Linked DNA regions of Gossypium hirsutum: regions 1 and 2 are each linked to region 3. Evidence: chromatin contacts called from public Hi-C data. All regions are on one chromosome and are shown on one strand. The core of a region is the stretch at or near the end of the contact, and the rest is flanking DNA. Distances in the headings are between cores, read along the strand shown. Region 1 holds the start of LOC107947789 (metal tolerance protein C2). Region 2 holds the start of LOC107922021 (short integuments 2, mitochondrial). Region 3 holds the start of LOC107922564 (magnesium-protoporphyrin IX monomethyl ester [oxidative] cyclase, chloroplastic).

What was found. Hi-C and Micro-C count contacts between places; a contact is called where the count stands out from the background.
Region 1: a Hi-C map of leaf shows a contact between it and region 3, with 2.0 times the contacts expected there. The contact joins the promoter of LOC107947789 here to the promoter of LOC107922564 in region 3. A contact is called at or near these places in 2 of 34 Hi-C or Micro-C datasets (leaf and petal).
Region 2: a Hi-C map of leaf shows a contact between it and region 3, with 1.7 times the contacts expected there. The contact joins the promoter of LOC107922021 here to the promoter of LOC107922564 in region 3. A contact is called at or near these places in 6 of 34 Hi-C or Micro-C datasets (hypocotyl, leaf and seedling).

Annotation. Positions count from the first base shown.
Region 1 is chrA01:113,547,673-113,551,189 of Gossypium_hirsutum_v2.1, reverse strand. It overlaps LOC107947789 (metal tolerance protein C2), which reads left to right and starts at 1,364. Exons shown (of 10, transcript XM_016882312.2): 1 at 1,364-2,060; 2 at 3,333-3,441. The coding sequence starts at 1,631.
Region 2 is chrA01:113,915,718-113,919,060 of Gossypium_hirsutum_v2.1, reverse strand. It overlaps LOC107922021 (short integuments 2, mitochondrial), which reads right to left and starts at 1,428. Exons shown (of 11, transcript XM_041114050.1): 1 at 535-1,428; 2 at 91-452.
Region 3 is chrA01:113,775,493-113,778,791 of Gossypium_hirsutum_v2.1, reverse strand. LOC107922564 (magnesium-protoporphyrin IX monomethyl ester [oxidative] cyclase, chloroplastic) reads left to right here and starts at 1,314. Exons shown (of 5, transcript XM_016852651.2): 1 at 1,314-2,063; 2 at 2,143-2,207; 3 at 2,299-2,626; 4 at 2,727-2,825; 5 at 2,937-3,299. The coding sequence starts at 1,602. The coding sequence ends at 3,200.

The sequences.
Region 1 (3,517 bases), core at 115-2,614, 230 kb after region 3:
ATTTATAGTTGAAAGCTGATATGTGTAAAATGAAAAATAAGGGCATGATACATTTTATTGTTAAGTATTTATTTGTTTATAATACTTTAATTTTTATTGGGTGAAATTATTGAAATAAAAGACTATTAGCAAGGAATTAAAACATTTATTATGGAAATTAATTATTGAATATTTTTAAAATTTACTTTGGACTTTGGAGGAGAAAATGAAGATAAGAGAATATGGCAAAAGGAGTAATTTTTAAACAAGTATGGTCAGATATATCATTTCACATATCTCATTTCTAATCAACTGTGAAAAAAGTTACTAATCCATCTTTTTTTATTTTGGAGTTTTTAGCTTAACAAGCTTTTGCAAATCTTCATTCGCCGAATACTGCAATTATAGGGTTTGACTACTCAATCTTCCATTTATATCCAAATTAGTTAGAAAAAACCCAAAACTCTGTTTACCAAACACCCTCTATATATATATGCTATCAATAAATTATTTTATTTTTAACGGAATTCCAATTTAAATTATTAAATAAACCAGATACATAAATATAGTTGAATTGAAATAAAAGCCTACTAGTAGCATTTAATTATTTATCATGCACAAATAACTTTAATATCTCTTAATCTACATGTTGAGTCGCTTTTATTCTCCAAACTTGGGAGTCGATTCAGGCTGCAATCCAATTGAAAAATTTTCAAGCCCAATGGCATATTTTACTATTTATTTATTTATTAATAATATATTAAAATATAATATTTTAAATTAAGTTTATGTATTGATCACTAAATTTTAAAAAATTATAAAATGTCACTATATTATTCCACTGGGCTGTTAAAATTATTGTTGCATGGTTCTATCTCTTTACACCGTCTATATCAATCGAAAGCTTCTATTCCCTTTTTTTCTATAGTTCAATTTCTTTTTCATGAAATATTTTTGAACATCGTGAATCTGTTAATAAAAATTTAAACAACTTTCTTCTTTAATCTCTAACATTAACTATTAGATCAACTTAGATCTAACGTATGTTATTTTATTGGTCAATAGATATTGATTCATCGTACCGATTGTCAAATTGTTGCTTGGAGCTCACTAGCTAGATTTAAACTTAATAGCCCAATAATTTAAATAAAAACTTTTGAATAATTTGATAACCATTTGAGTGACCAAAATGTAAACTTATTAATAATTTAATCACTTTAGGTGCAATTTACCCAAAAAAAATAATTATCTAAATTCCACTTGACCAAAGTCTACCAAACTGAAGGAGCCAACCTAAGTTGGTGAACAGGTCCTTTAAGGCAGCCAATTGGTTAGAAAACGTGTAAAAATATGTATCATAAGCTCTATTGGTACTACCTTTGGATGATCCAATCAAGGATCGCAAGTTGTGAATCCTGTGGTGGTCCCAGCATTCATTTCTAGCTACTCTAGGCATTAATGTAGTGTAACCTAATCCCTCCGTTTACTTCGATCCGCCCCCCTCCCAAGTCCTTCTTTTCGGAAAAAAACAGACTTTCCCTTCCGTTTTTATTCGAACAATTGCAAAACGCTGAATACCTAAAATTTTGCACTAATTTCAATTTCCCCCATTTAGGGAAAAAAATCGTTTTTATTGTTCTTTTTTAAAAAAATGGAGAAAAACAAATCTTTCAAATACTCCTCTCAGGAGCCCGAATCACCTTATCCATGGAATGCCGAATTCGGAATCAGCAACGCAAGCGATCGGCGTTACGCGTTTTCGCGGCAATCATCGTTTAAACAGTCGATGAGAGATCCTCAAACGCCCAGCTTTTCCAATGGTTCCTCCAAGCCTTTCTTATCGAGGAATGTTTCAAGCATCGATATACCCCCAGGGTTTTACTCTGTTGACCATTCAACGGAAGGAAATTTCGATGCCAAAGGATCGGCTGATAAATTCTTGGTTTTCGATTCGGTTTTCTGGGTTTTTCGGGCTATGAGAACTGGTAATCGCCAAATGAAGAGGTTGCTGATTATGATTTCACTTAATGTGGCGTATTCTACGGCTGAGTTGGCGATTGGGCTCTTTACGGGTCGTATCGGTGAGATTCTGATATCTTTTATGCTTGGTTTTCGCATTTATATGCATAAATTGTGATTGTAGTTTTATCGGTTTGTGATTAAATTAGGATATTTATTTGTATACGAAAGAGTTTTGGCTAATAAATATGGACAAAGAACAGCTCAAGTATCAATTGGACATGCTATTTCTATGTAATAACGGTATTTGCTCGCTAATTAACTGCTTTTTAGCATTCTCAGCTATAATTTTCTTTCCTAGTTTTGATAGTTTGCAATTGAACTAAGCTTCTACCTGTGTTGACGCAAACTTTTATTTTTTTCCCCTCACTTTTTCAATTTTAAAATTTATTGTCGACTATAAACTAAAATGATCATATTCTATGGGTGCGCTTGGTTCAAGCAATGTAACATTCTTGGGGTAATGTGAGATTCCATAACAGGGTACTTGCATTTGGATTTCAAACATTATCCTGAGCTTGAGCTATTAATCATATTACATTTTGTCCATTGCATTCTGTCCAAAATATTACTTTTATAACAATTTACCATTTTTTTTGTCATTTTGGTCAAATTTGCTTTTAAAGCATAACAAGTAACATGTTTTAATAATAAAAGAACATATTTTTCTTATTTCTTTTCCCTGTCACTTTTAGTTTAAAGAAAACCCTAATTGCTTATCACTCCTTGATTCTAGTTTTTTTTTTTTTGAGAAAAGAGAATTGAAATTATTTTATTAGAGAAATGCATTCATTTATTAGTAAAATAGAATGCTATAAGCTTTCAACCTTTGTGTAGTAAACAATAAAAGAAAGCAAATTCTATAAGGATAATTTAGTAAAATATGCTTTTAGGTAATCTTACATTCCGTCCTGTCAATCAAATAGCAAAATCTTAAGTTCTACCCAAATAAACCAATCAGTGCAATGCAAAATACCCGGTAATATGTCAAGTAATCTCATTACCCAAGGTAATTTTGCATTCTGTGAACCAAACATCCCAAAGTATTACTATGGATGGCATGTATTCTTTATGGCTGTAAATGCTTTTATCTTCACAATTTTGTGATCCTATTTCTAAGTGTTCAATTGTTCTTTATTATTTTTTGAACAATTTGCTTTGAATTTGATGTCTTTAATTCTTTGTGTGAAATCGAGTATAATGCTTGAAAATATCATCCCTGGTTGAGTAAAATTCCTTGTTGATTTTAGTTTGTATCAGGTTTTTAGGATTCCTCGTTTTATAGTTACAGTTTTTTTCTGTTAATCATTTTGTTTCTATGCTTGTCTTTTCAGGTCTGGTATCTGATGCCTTTCATTTAACATTTGGCTGTGGTCTCTTGACGTTTTCATTATTTGCAATGGCTGCTTCTCGGAGAAAGCCTGATAGTGTTTATACTTATGGGTGAGATCATAGAGGTTTCAATATGTCATGAGATAACGTTGGTTCAGTTTATTGGTATTTCTTGGAGTTCTTGAGC
Region 2 (3,343 bases), core at 179-2,678, 140 kb before region 3:
AACAGAACAGAAAATGAGGAGTTACAGTCAGTTTCAGATCTCATCGACATTCAAAATAAAAAAGTGGAAGACGGAGCTGATCTATGATACTTTTTCAACGGAAACTGTGAAGAAAATTTTACAAATCCCACTTGCAGAGACGGATCATGAAGATATTCAAGTCTGGAAAGAAGAACCGTCTGGGGAATTCTCAGTTCGAAGTGCCTACAAACTATTACAAGGGGCTAATTTGGATCCTAGTAATTACTTATTACAAACCGAAACTACAAATTTTTACAAAAAATTATGGGGTTTACAACTTCCTTCAAAAATTACTATAACTATCTGGCGAATCTCTTGGGATTTCATCCCCCATCTAGCAAATCTCAGATATAGAAGGATTACTGTAAGTGACAGATGCCCCCGTTGCCATGTTGGGGTTGAAGACAGTCCTCATATTTTCAGACAATGTCCTGTAACAATAGAAGTGTGGCAGTGTTTACATCTATCTTGGGTCACGAACAATATGAATCAAATTCTATGAGAGTGGCTCACCTGGGTTTTCAAGAGAGGAACTGAGAACCAATGCCGCATTTTCTGTATTGCTTTATGGCTAATCTGGTTCTCCAGAAATCAGCTCATGCACGAGAGGAAAGAGACGACAGGGAGAGAACTTGTCCAACGAATACAAGGGTATATTGCAGAAAATGAAAGAGTGAGAGAAACTCAGACCCTTTAAACATAAGTAAAAATTACAGAGTTCAAGAGGATATACCGAGAATAACGATCCAGTTTGATGCGGCGTTCGACAACCGAAACTTAAAATCAGCGACAGGTTTGGTGGTTTGGGGACTGATGGGCGAACTCCTGGTTTTAAAATCGACCCTTCACAACAACATCCCTTCCCCTTTCACAGCAGAAGCATTCACATGCTTGGGAGGTATAAAGTTAGGGATAACAATGGGTATACAATCGGTTATAATAATGGGGGATTCTAGAACCGTAATTAAAAAATGCCAAATGTCTTCAACAGATAAATCAGAGATTGGAGCGATCATAAAAAACATTCAGAATAAGAATTCATGCTTTCAAGAAATTATCTTTAAGCACATCCATAGATCAGGGAACTGGAAAACACACAGATTCGCAAATGCACACTCAAAGCGGAGAGATCCCTTACCTGGTAGGAGAGGAGGTGAATCGGCACCCTTTAGTCTCGAAGGAAAGATGGGCACGAAGGCCAGACTGAAGGAGAGGATGAAGAATCTGATTTCAAAAAATGGATAGTAAATAAAAGCTTTATCCTTGGTATTGCTATCGTCAAAACGGATAGGGGCTTGGAAATGACAACTCAATTAATGGTAGTGGAGGCCAGCCGTTTGAGATGACTGAGTAGACAATTAGTTTCATGTTTTTATTCAGACGCATTTATTGTTTATTGTTTCTTCTAAGTTACGTTTTTTTTACAGCTTTTTAGGAGGGCTTTATTAATCCATAAAATAATGGGGCCGGATTTGAATTAGGTTTGATGTAATAGGCCTGGGCTCAAGGGTCTTTGTTGGGTCTTTTTGTCTTTTTTCTATTCTTTTCTAATAATATACTCAGTCAATTGATTTAAAAAAAAAGATTATTTGGGATTAAGTTATGTATTTGTCTATTAATTACAATGCTAATGAAAGGATATCATTTACTCTTTTATGCAGGTTATAATTCTGCTATTGTGAATAAAGTCATGTCATGCCTGAGTCATGTATGTAACTTACCAATTTTTGATCCGCTACCTTAAGAGTACACGTTTTCAATATATTAAAGCAATTGAGTTATACTCATATGGTCATTCACTTATTTAGAATTTAGGTAAGTCACATCATTAACACCACAAATAGATAAATCGACAAATGAATATAAGATAAATTAAAATTAGGTATCTGATGTATTGTTAATCTAAACAATTACATTTGTTTCTATTTTTGGGAGTCAATCCAACTTTGATATCCATGCAAGTTATCTCCCCAATTAAACTTATAGACAATGTAATAATCCTAACATGAATAATTTGTTCAAACTAATTTCATTAACCACGGATAATTTGGATTACCTATTAATATAAATTATCTTATTGCATTATAACTCGATCATATAACACAACTTAATATGAGTTAAACCATGTGTAATCACTAAACCAATATTTGCTTTTTCATTTTACTTTATATGTATAAAAAAACCATTGAAGACAACCATACAAAGAATATTAGATAATCACGTGGTGATTTTACAATTTATTCAATCAATTTAGACAATTACAAGTAGGCTATGACAAAAGCATGGGACTAATGGCACAAATCCTAACAATCTCCAAATTGCTTGATTGAAGTAATTCAGTTATATTTTGCGTTCTCATACCTTCTTGTTTCTTAAAATTACTAGCCACAAGATTCAATGTAAACACATCGACATGATAATTTTCAAATGCGATTTTGATTATATTTTACTATCCCATCCCTTATTGCCTTTGGTATGATATGATATTTGCATTAATTTATATGCTGTCTTCTTATGATATTTTATTTCTTTAGTGATAGTTATGGTCGCATTATTATTGCAATATAATGCCTATGCTTTTAGAAAAAATCTCATAAATATAAGTATATGTTATTTGATCGGAGTTTTAAGCTTTTGCTTAGAGTTCATTAAGTTGGTGATTGCTTATTGCTGAGCTAGAATAGTTTGTTTGAAGAATAGCTTAGCGTTCGTACATGAATTCCCAATTGTAGTGCGATAACTTTTATGTTGTTTTTATAAAATGTTGCTATCATTTTTTTCAATGGAATCTAGCTTCACGTTGAGATTTAAGAGGACATGTTTCATCATAAACAATTTTCCAACAAAAATTTCTAAGTCATGCACAGCTGAAAGTGCATCATAAAATAAATTTTCATTAAGAATCGAAGAAATTTGACAAAATAAGTCTACTAGTGCCATAAGAATGAGCTAAGATATTGACAATTGAAAATGAGGCTTGATAAACTGTAGAATTAACTTAAGCAAGTTTAAGAGTTGATTTGTTGATGATAACTTTAATTATTTATCACTTAATTTAATTTAATTAAAATAGTTCCTCGATACCTAAATTTAAAATTTAGTTATTGTACTTTTATTTTTATAAATTTAATTCCTTCACTTTTTAGATTTTAAATTTTAGGTCGAATTCTTAACACTATTAATCTTATTTTGTTAAATTTAAATTCATTACAAAGTCATTTCTTTTAGATACATTACTACCAAGTGAGTATTTTTTTTTAATTTCACATCAACAAATTTAACCCAAAAAATAGTAACAATGGACTTAAATTTTGAAATTTGA
Region 3 (3,299 bases), core at 65-2,564:
GCTCGAGTCTCTCCTCTCTGAGCTGCATATCTTTCCTACTCGCAAAGCTGCTGTTTGGTGCAATAACTCTAGAGCTGTTGCTGTTTCTGCTAATCCCGTTCTTCATTCGAAATTCAAACATGTGGAATTAGATCTCTTCTTTGTCAGAGAAAGAGTTGCTGCTGGGCGATTGCAAGTAGGACATGTTCCCGCTCAAGAGCAAATAGCTGATGTATTCACTAAGCCTTTGTCTGCGCCTTTGTTTACAAAGTTCAGGTCATGTCTCAAGCTTATTGTTAAACCTGGTCCGTCATCAGTCATGAGAAAGCTGGAGGCATATTAAGGAATTAATGGTTGTGGCTGTTAGCAGTTAGTTTGTTTGTATAGTTAGCAGTTCGTTAGTCTGTTACTGATCAGTTGTTGTTATTCAACTATTAACTATGGCTTGTATATATATCGTTGGATATTGCTTTGTTAAATGATATATGGAAGAATTACTCATTCTTGTTTCCTAAAGTGTGTTTCTCATTAGAAATAAAAATCATATATCAAATTACAAATTGAATAAAAATTTATATATAAATTTGATATTTATCTCATTTAATTTAAATTAATTGTAATTTTTATATATGTTGGAGTAATTAGATCTATTTATTTATTTCAGAAATTAAGCTAACTTTGAAGTAAGGTTTGACTTTATACGAGTATTGTTGGGTGTTAAGATATTGAGTATTAAATATTTATTTTATTCTGGGCTTTGTTATGAATAGAGATTTAGGATTTAATAATTAAAATTTAATTTTAATTTATTCGATTAAAATTGAAAATCGATGGAATAAATTAATTAAGATTAAATTGATTTATTTAATGGGTTTAAGAATTTGGATAAACTATTAAAATAGTCACTTTTGTTTATCTCATGTTATATTTTAGTCACTTATGTTTGAAATATTACATTTTCATCACTTATGTTAGCGTATTGTAACATTTTAGTCAATTATCGTTAAAGGTGTAACGATAAGCTAACAAGACATGTTAAATCATTATTTTAAATAAAAATTTTAAGTTAAATTATATAATTGGTCCCTATATTTTTTCATTTAGAGCTAAAATTTAACCTAAAATTTTCGTTTAAAATGATGATTTAACGTGCCACATTAGTTTACCGTTATAGTGTTAATGAAAATTAACACTAATATTATAACATTATAACATAAGTGACTAAAACGTAACATTTCAAATATAAATAATCAAAATATAATCTAAAATAAAAAAGTAACTATTTTAATAGTTTAATCAAATAAATTTTACTCGCTCCTCGTTGCGAGAGTGGTGGGGATTGAGAAGAAGAGGAAGGATGGGGAGAGATATTTGGGTTATGGACTAAAATCAAGCGGCATGAAAGGTAGACCACAAATCCTTAGCCATACAGCCCATAATCAGAAACAAACAGAGTAATTAAGAACTGCTATAGGATATCACACGTGTCAGGTTTCGATTCACAGACACAGATTTCGTTGGATGAGATTCAATCAACTGTTAGTCCACTATAAAACAAAATAGCTTAACCCACTGTCCTCTGCTCTGTTTCTTCTGTCTCTACCACTGAAAACAAAGAAAAAATGGCAACGGAGATGGCCCTTGTGAAGCCTATCTCCAAATTCAGTACAAGCAGTCCAATTTTTAGCAACTCCCGATATGGGAAGTTCACCACCGTCAGAATGTCATCTACTTCCCAGTCAACAACAAAGGCCGCCGCGAAGGGTGGCAAGAAAGCTGCCAAAACCGCCATCAAAGAGACCCTTTTGACACCAAGGTTTTACACAACCGACTTTGATGAAATGGAGGCGCTTTTCAACACTGAGATTAACAAGAACCTTAACCAGTCCGAATTTGAGGCACTGCTGCAAGAGTTCAAGACTGATTACAATCAGACTCACTTTGTAAGGAACAAGGAGTTCAAAGAAGCTGCTGATAAGATTGATGGTCCTTTGAGACAAATCTTCGTTGAGTTCTTGGAGAGGTCTTGTACTGCTGAGTTCTCTGGTTTTCTCCTCTACAAAGAACTTGGAAGGAGGCTGAAGGTAATATTCATTTTAGTCTTTCACAACCCTCTTTTTCTCCCCTCATATTCATTTGTTTCCCTAATATTTGATACTACAGAAAACCAATCCAGTTGTGGCTGAGATTTTCTCTCTTATGTCAAGGGATGAAGCCAGGCATGCCGGGTAAGCACAGTCACAGTCATACTTTTCCCTTTATTTATGGCCAATCCATTAACAAAAAACCCAAATAAGTTTACCATTTGATTGACTACAGGTTTCTGAACAAGGGTTTATCCGATTTCAATTTGGCATTAGACCTTGGCTTCTTGACAAAAGCCAGGAAGTACACTTTTTTCAAGCCAAAGTTCATTTTCTATGCCACTTATTTATCTGAGAAAATTGGGTACTGGAGATACATTACAATCTACAGGCATCTCAAAGAAAACCCAGAGTACCAATGTTATCCTATTTTCAAGTATTTTGAGAACTGGTGCCAGGATGAAAACCGTCACGGTGATTTCTTCTCTGCATTGCTCAAGGCACAGCCTCAATTCCTTAATGATTGGAAGGCTAAGCTATGGTCTAGATTTTTCTGCCTCTCGGTAATCCATTTGTTTCCATATCATCTTTGATCGCGTACAGCTCTTTTGTTACTTATATCAATCCTACATAGCCTTCAAATTTAACAAATTTGTCCTGCAGGTGTATGTTACTATGTACCTCAACGACTGTCAGCGCACTGCTTTCTATGAGGGCATTGGACTCGACACCAAAGAATTTGACATGCATGTCATCATTGAGGTTAGATTCTGGTTCCACTGTCATTCTATAAGACCTTGGCATATAACATATGATGAACTCTAGAGTTTTGGTCATCATTTACTTGTTAATAATGAAATTTCTTGCATACAGACAAACCGCACAACAGCCAGGATTTTCCCTGCTGTGCTGGATGTGGAGAATCCAGAGTTCAAGAGAAGGTTGGACAAAATGGTTGAGATCAATGAACAGTTGCTTGCTGTTGGGGAGACCTCTGATATTCCATTGGTGAAGAACTTGAAGAGGATTCCATTAATTGCAGCATTGGCTTCAGAGCTCCTAGCTACGTATCTGATGCCGCCGATCGAATCTGGATCTGTTGATTTTGCTGAATTTGAACCACAACTTGTGTACTAGAATGTTTTTCTTTTTGTAGGATTTCCATTTTTTGATGTGGTATATTTCAGCTTTAGTCATGCTGCCTGTCAAGTTATATGATCTCAAGTTTTAGCAAAT